Regions from separate parts of the Mus musculus genome. Here region 1 is linked to region 2. Evidence: chromatin contacts called from public HiChIP or PLAC-seq data. All regions are on one chromosome and are shown on one strand. The core of a region is the stretch at or near the end of the contact, and the rest is flanking DNA. Distances in the headings are between cores, read along the strand shown.

What was found. HiChIP or PLAC-seq counts read pairs in DNA pulled down with a chosen protein or histone mark.
Region 1: an H3K27ac HiChIP or PLAC-seq map of large pre-B cells shows a contact between it and region 2, with 7 times the contacts expected there. The contact joins two enhancer-like sites. A contact is called at or near these places in 1 of 15 datasets of contacts at CTCF or cohesin (large pre-B cells), 1 of 115 datasets of contacts at active chromatin or transcription factors (large pre-B cells) and 1 of 9 other capture datasets (embryonic stem cells).

Annotation. Positions count from the first base shown.
Region 1 is chr3:53,512,396-53,516,032 of GRCm38.p6, reverse strand. It overlaps Frem2 (Fras1 related extracellular matrix protein 2), which reads left to right. Exons shown (of 24, transcript NM_172862.3): 24 at 1-2,095. Among named protein-coding and RNA genes, the nearest start is that of Stoml3, 26 kb to the right of the region's middle. Within about 2 kb of position 1,747, at least 12 of the 459 cell types and tissues checked have an H3K27ac peak or open chromatin away from gene starts, as enhancers often do.
Region 2 is chr3:52,988,477-52,991,858 of GRCm38.p6, reverse strand. Cog6 (component of oligomeric golgi complex 6) reads left to right here. Exons shown (of 19, transcript NM_026225.3): 16 at 1,793-1,900; 17 at 2,696-2,749. Among named protein-coding and RNA genes, the nearest start is that of Cog6, 27 kb to the left of the region's middle. Within about 2 kb of position 1,353, at least 41 of the 459 cell types and tissues checked have an H3K27ac peak or open chromatin away from gene starts, as enhancers often do.

The sequences.
Region 1 (3,637 bases), core at 498-2,997, 520 kb before region 2:
AGTTCAACCCACGAATCACCTCTTACTGATGGGAAAACATAGAAGGAATGACTAGAAAAAAAGGAAAATTTGTTTGGATCTGAATTGCTTCTCATTCCCCTCAGACCTCCTTTGTCTCACTTGCTTATTTAACATTCACTTAAACCAAAGAATATATTAATTCTGGAAACGGATTTTTAAGAGACTAACGTCTTCGGGATATATTTGCAGCCAGGCTCTCGTTAATCGGCCTCACTGATAACCCAGCCTTGGTGTGAAGCAAGAGAGTTGTAGACGTGCCGGCAAAGAGACACCATAGAGTTAGATTCGCCACACGACAAGGTTCTCAAGAACTGAGCCTAGATGTTTACAGTATTGAACCCGTGCATAGTGAGAAACAGCTTTACCAATGGTGAAGGGTGAGAGTGATATTTATTAACATGCTTTGGACCACCAGAATGCCTCTTGGGCGCGTTTTCTAGAACAGTGATGGCAAATGAGATTAGTCTTAGAGGAACAGCCGCACGACACCATCCGGAGCTTATATCAGCCACAGGAAATTGTATTAGGCTAAAATCTGCTCTAAATAATGGGAATCTCTCTAGACATGTCACTCCAGAAATTGACTTGGAGGTGGCCATGGCTGTCAATCATTCTCTTCAGTGATCCAGGAAGAGAACATCTCTGTCTGGCCTCCCCCAGTTCAGCGAGCCGGTGCTATGAGGTTGCCCTCTGGGACCTTATCTGTGTTCTGTCACTTTGATCGTTCACTGTGTAAAAACCTCTTCAGAAGAGTATGTTAGAAATTCTGTTTAGAACAGGAACACTTCAGCAGAGTAATGGCCATTTCCTAAAACCCAGTGAATACATTTATACCAAAATGAATGCCTTCACATAGCCCTCAAAGGCTGCATGAAGCCCCTCACGCTTCAGCCACACCCTGGCCAAGCTGAACCATCCTGGTAGAATGGAGATACTCGGAAGCAAACTTCATCTCAGGTCATTCCTGTATGTCAGTGGGTATCAACCTGTGAGTGCCAGCCTGTCTATCAGTGGGTGCCTGTGAGTGCCAGCCTGTCTATCAGTGGGGAGTGGGTGCCTGTGAGTGCCAGCCTGTCTATCAGTGGGTAGTGGGTGCCTATGAGTGCCAGCCTGTCTATCAGTGGGTAGTGGATGCCTGTGAGTGCCAGCCTGTCTATCAGTGGGTAGTGGGTGCCTGTGAGTGCCAGCCTGTCTATCAGTGAGTAGTGGGTGCCTGTGAGTGCCAGCCTGTCTATCAGTGGGTGCCTGTGAGTGCCAGCCTGTCTATCAGTAGGTGCCTGTGAATACCAACCATATCTTGACTGAGAAAGGGAAGCTGCACTGGTCCTGAAGGAGAAATGCCTGTTGCCTGCTTCCCTCTCCATCCAGTGTCTTTCAAGAGATGAGACACACTGTAGCACCCTTCTGTTGGGGAGCTTAGCGAGTCCTATCTATAGCACAAGTGTCCCCCAGGGGACTGACTCACAGGGGCAGAAAGCGTTGTCAGCCCAGGGGTCCACTTATCAGATGGAGTGGTTCATTATCATCCTTTCTTTGTTTTACCTCCAGCAGACCCTTAGCTCCATGTTTGGCTACCTCAGAATTTGGGAATGACCATGTTGCCAACAGTATAGGAACTTCCACTGCTTAGCTTTCAGTTCATCTTCTGAAGATAGTCAGAGCAATTGTTCTCAACTGGCTTGCTGTTTCTAGTGGTTGAGCACTTCCAAGCCTGACTGCCCTGTGGCCTTCAGCTCAGGAAGTGAATATAGCAACGAATGGCACATTATCATATATTGTGACCAGGATGCGTCTATGCCAAATCTCACTCGGCTGTGCATTGTTCTATTGAAGCTATTGTCTATAAGTTAGATGTTATATTAAGTACAAGATAAGCCTAGCCTCCTGCAATAGGAAATGTCAGTATTCTTTCTCTCTCTCCCATCTCTTCTTCCTCCTCTTACTGGTATTTTTTTTTCATAATTTTAAAAGTATCTATTTACTAAATATGTGGCTTAAAATACAGTAATCGTTTTAAAAATCTTTTCAATAAGAAAAAAAAATGTTTTTTAAATAAAGTAAGTCTTTGTTTTCAGTATTTTGTTTTTTTAATATTATGATATTTTGAGAACAAATACTCGAAGTAATTTCCCATAGAGAATAGGCAGTCAACTCTAGTTCTTGACTTCCTCCAAACCTCCTGATAAAGACCAACATTTGGTTGGTATTAAAAGCAAAGATAAATGTTAGCATCAGTGGCCCTCCTAAGCATACAAGCAACAAAACATTAAAACCCATGAATAACAGGACTGGAGCAATGGCTTCACAGGAAAATATACACAATACAGTGTTCAGTACTGGGGATGGTACCTACGACTCACACATACACGGTGGGTGGCACTACCTCTGATCTACAGTACAACCCTTTCTTAAGGTTTTGGCTTGATACTGTTTAGCCCAGACTAGCTGTGAACTTGCTCTTTCGCTCTGGCTGGCCTTGAACTTTCAGTCTTCCTGCCTCAGTCTCCCACATAGGGAGAGTCACAGCCCCCACCAGCACTGTCCTCTTGATCATCCATTCTGACTAACGGCTAGAAACCAGGCCACTCACCCTGCCCTCAGGCAACTGGTAATCAAGTAAGGCTCTGTCTTTGGAGGGAGGTGAACAGAGCTTCTTCTAGACAAGCAAACAGGGCCATGTGTGTATCTATCTGTGTCCCACAATGAAACTTCTTAGAACATTATCATTAGATTCCACTCTTTCTTTTTTAACCTCAAAGCAAGCCTAGTATGACGTCTGCTGCCCTCCCCCCTCCCTGCCCCCACAGCCTGTCATTTGTAAGGACTCTGTGTATGCTCAGAATCAAGGAAGCGCCTGTGCGAAGCAAAAAGTTCTATCCAGCCACCTTACTATAAACTCTTTCCCAGCACAGCCGTTTCAAAGTTAACATTTAAACCCATGTAAAGCCAGGCATGGCGACTCACACCTTCAATCTCAGCACTCAGGAGGCAGCAGCAGCAAAGGGATCTTTATGAGTTTAAGGCCAGCCAGGTCTCCATTGTGAGTTCCAGGATAGCCAGGCTGTGTGGACAGCTACTGTCTCAAAAATAACATTAAAATAAAATTTAATAGGAATATGGCTGGCTGTGATGGTGCATGCCCTTAACCTTAATGCCAGGACTGGGGAAGCAGAGGCAGGTGGGTCTGCATAGTGGGTTTCAGGTCAGCCAGAGCAATAGAGAGACTGTCTCAAGACCAAATCAAACAGCGAGCATTTTCTCACACTTGGGTGCTGGGAGTCCAACTGTTTCTGGGAGGAGGATTATGAAAGTGACAATCTGGGAATTAAATGCAGAATCATAGTTTGCATTTTTAAAAAAAGAACCTTTATTTGTTCTTCATGAACAGCATATTCCCCAGTCTCCCCCTCCTCTCGTACCCATCCTCCATCCTTGCAACCTCCAACAGAGAAAAAGAAAAAATCTCCTCGTGGAAGCTGTAGTATGTGAGTGTGTCTCATGGTATACCCTTTTGTTTACATTTCCTTGCTTGCAAATGGTCATTGCAAGGAGTCCTTTCACTGGTACAAGGCTTCCGGCTTCTGCTACACTATCAGTATTGGAACCTCACTGGGAC
Region 2 (3,382 bases), core at 104-2,603:
TGCTTGTCCACTGCCCTCTCCTCTGTTCCTCCTGTCCCCAGCCCATGCCCTCTCCTGCTGCCTGCTGCTTCACTCTCAGCCCCTCATGCTTATCTGTGTCTTCTATTCCTCACGACCTCGTCCTCCTGTCCCCACCCCATGCCCTCTCCTGCTGCTTCACCCTCAGCCCCTCATGCTTATCTGTGTCTTCTATTCCTCACGACCTCGTCCTCCTGCCTCATGGTCACTTTGGCCTTCTTGACCTACACTATAGTCTGAGGCAGGAGATGGCCTTCTGAAGAGTCTCTCCTCTTTTCAGTGCTGATAACTGAGCCATGTAAGGGAGAATGATTAATTTCCATACTTCATAAGTATGTTTTGCATATTTGTTTCTAAGTCAACCCCAATTCTCTGCCACTTGTCTCAGATCTATTTCCTTAAAATGTTCATTATTTTGCATTACCAGCAGTTACATGCTTGTCTGCAGTTCTGTACATTTTCTGCATGGCACAAAGTTCCGTATCTGTTAGATGGAGTTTGTTAGTTTGTCCAGAGTCTCTATGCTCCCCACCACGTATGATGTGTGCGCTGGACTCTGCACACACACTTCTAGAGACATACAGGGGTAAAGCTAGACTGAGGTTCATGGGATCCTCCAGCTACAGTTTGTGTTGTTGGGTTGAGGCTCCAGATCCCACCATCACCTCACTCCTCTCCAGCTGTCATCTAGCTTTCCCCAGCACTGCTGCTAAGATCAGGCAAGTCTGAGCCTCCTGGAATAACAGGCTCTGTCCACCTAGAAGCCTGTAAGGATTTTTCTTTGGGTTCAGTTACTTCTCCACAACATATTAGGTATTTCTTTTTTCCGATTATTCCCATCATAAACATTTGAGAGCCATTTCCGTTCAAAGATTCAAACTTTTCACTCTGTCTGACTGTCTGTCTGTCTATCTGTCATCTCTCTGTGTGTTACTCTCTTACACTCTGCAGATCCTATCTTTGTTTCATTTTATATCATGGGTCTCTTCTCCAGTTTACTGTGCGACTCTTTGTCTCATTTCTTTGATATTTTCTGTCTCTTTCTTTTTCAGTTCACTGACTTGGCTGTCAGCACTGTCTTCTTTTTCACTTTCATTAAACGCTTACATTTGAACGAACTATTTTTTTTAGGTTTCAGTAAATCCAGGAAGTAAGGACCCTTAGTTATGCTTCCTTGGGTATTTACATGAAAAAGAAGAACGTGGGAGGCTTCTTGGTGGGAGGAAGGCTGGTGCTGGAGTGGCTTGAACTAGGCAGGCTTTGACATAGCGCAGAGACGGGAGTTGGTGGTGCTCTGTGTAGTTGACAGATTGTAAAATTGGGGACGCTTCGTGGTGTGTAAGGGAAGGGGGAGGCTGGCAAGTGGGAAGAGCAGCTTCCTTTTATTGGGGCGCTTTCCTGCAGGTGCCTCATTTCTCAGCTGCAGCGCCGATTCTCACCAAGGTTCTTCGGAGATTGGGCTGTCCAGGGAAGGGAGGGAGGCAGGCTCAGGATGTAGCCTTCAAGGCCTCGTTCTCCCTGAGTAATTTATTTCACATGGTTGTGACGACTTCCGAGTTCTGCTTTTGAAACAGCTGAGAGAACAGGCACCCATATTTCCTAGCTAGTGGCCAGCCCTGGAACTGTTGGTTAGTTGTAACTAAGGGAAGCAGCAGCTGTCTCGGACAGACGGAGGCTGCCTGTCAGGTCCATGATGGCCGCCCGCCGGCCCAGTGTGCTCTGCTCTTACTGATAGTTCTCTTCTAAGTGCTTCTTCTGCTGTGCTTTATTGTAGATTGAAGCCCATCTGGACACTCTTATCAATGAGCAAGCCTCTTATGTTTTAACTAGAGTTGGCTTGAGCTACATCTACAACACTATACAGCAACATAGACCTGATCAGGTGCGTACCACTTGGCCTGGCAAAGGGGCAGCTGGGGTGGCTTCTAGAGATGACTCTAGAGTTTAATCGTGGCCCTGCTACGGATTAGCTGTCTTCTGTGTTCATGTCCTGCGCTGAGACAGGCTAAGTACAGTGACTGTCAGGGCTAGGAGAACGCCTGAGAATGAGAATAATTATTGGTGAAAAGTAATGAGAATATTTAGGAATTAGTGTCACAAGATGCGAAGACAGAGAAACTGGTGTTACAAAGTGTATGCAATGTTCATACTGATGGATTTTTAAAGTCCCATTTTATTTTCAACCAAATGAATGTATGGATTGCTAGACAAGTAATATAATCCTCCATCTAACTTAGCAGATCAGTAAAGAAAAATGTTCTGAACTGAAATAATCTTACAGAACAGAACCCCAGTACTAATAGGTCCTGGGGTGATGGGAAACCCTAATACAAAGTACCATCCTGCCTTAAAAATTAAGCAAAGAATTAGCAGCTTTTGTTCTCTAATTTTTCTGAAATGGATTGACAGTGCAACTTCGCTGTTCTCTGCTCGCTTGGAGGGCAGCAGCCTCCACACCTGGCCGCAGCCTCCAAGTGCTTGTCACTTTCCTTTCCTTGCTCCGAGTACATCTCAAGGGTGGTGGTGTTTCCGTTGTTGATAACTTGCGCCTTTGCTCCTCAGTCACCGCCCTACTCTTACTGTAGTTACGAGAAGCCGCTTTTCTTTGGAAACAACTATGTGATTTTTCTGAACTTGGGCAATCTTCTAATGAACCATTTTTATAACTTTCTTCTAGGGTTCTTTAGCCAATATGCCCAACCTGGATGCTGTGGCGCTGAAGGCTGCAATGGTAAGTGCGTAACAAGACATTTCAAGTGGGATTTCCTTAGGCAGGGCTGCCCATGGCTTACTGTGTGGTGAGAATGTCCTAGGTAACAGCTTTGCTCTCTTGACGTTCAGTTGGAGCCCAGTCACAGCTCCTGAGTGTGTGCTCCTTTTATGAGTTCTCCCAGGATTTATCGTGTACTGGAATCTTCTATCAGGCCTCAGTCACGTCACCAGCACAGTTTAGAATTTCTTTATTTTCCGAGTTTGGTTCCTATTGTGGCAGAGAAGCAGGCGTGGCGACAGATGTGAAGCACAGACTTTGTACTGCCGGCTCCTGCTCTAAACCTGTGCTTTTCCCTGAGGTGATAAGTAGGATTTCAGTGTGTGTGTTATTCCTCTGCAAGAGACTCATGGAACCTTCAGGTTATGGTTTTCAAGTGAACAGCTCCAGTTGGAGCAGCAGTAGGATGCTTGCCTGGCATGCATGCAGTTCTGTGTTCCATCCCTAGCACTACCCAGCATGCACACACACACATTCACATGCACACTCAGACACAGTTACACACGTGAATACACACATACACAAACTCACAAATGCATACACTCATGTACATTCACACAGGTATACACATACTCAGGCGCGTTCACACTGATA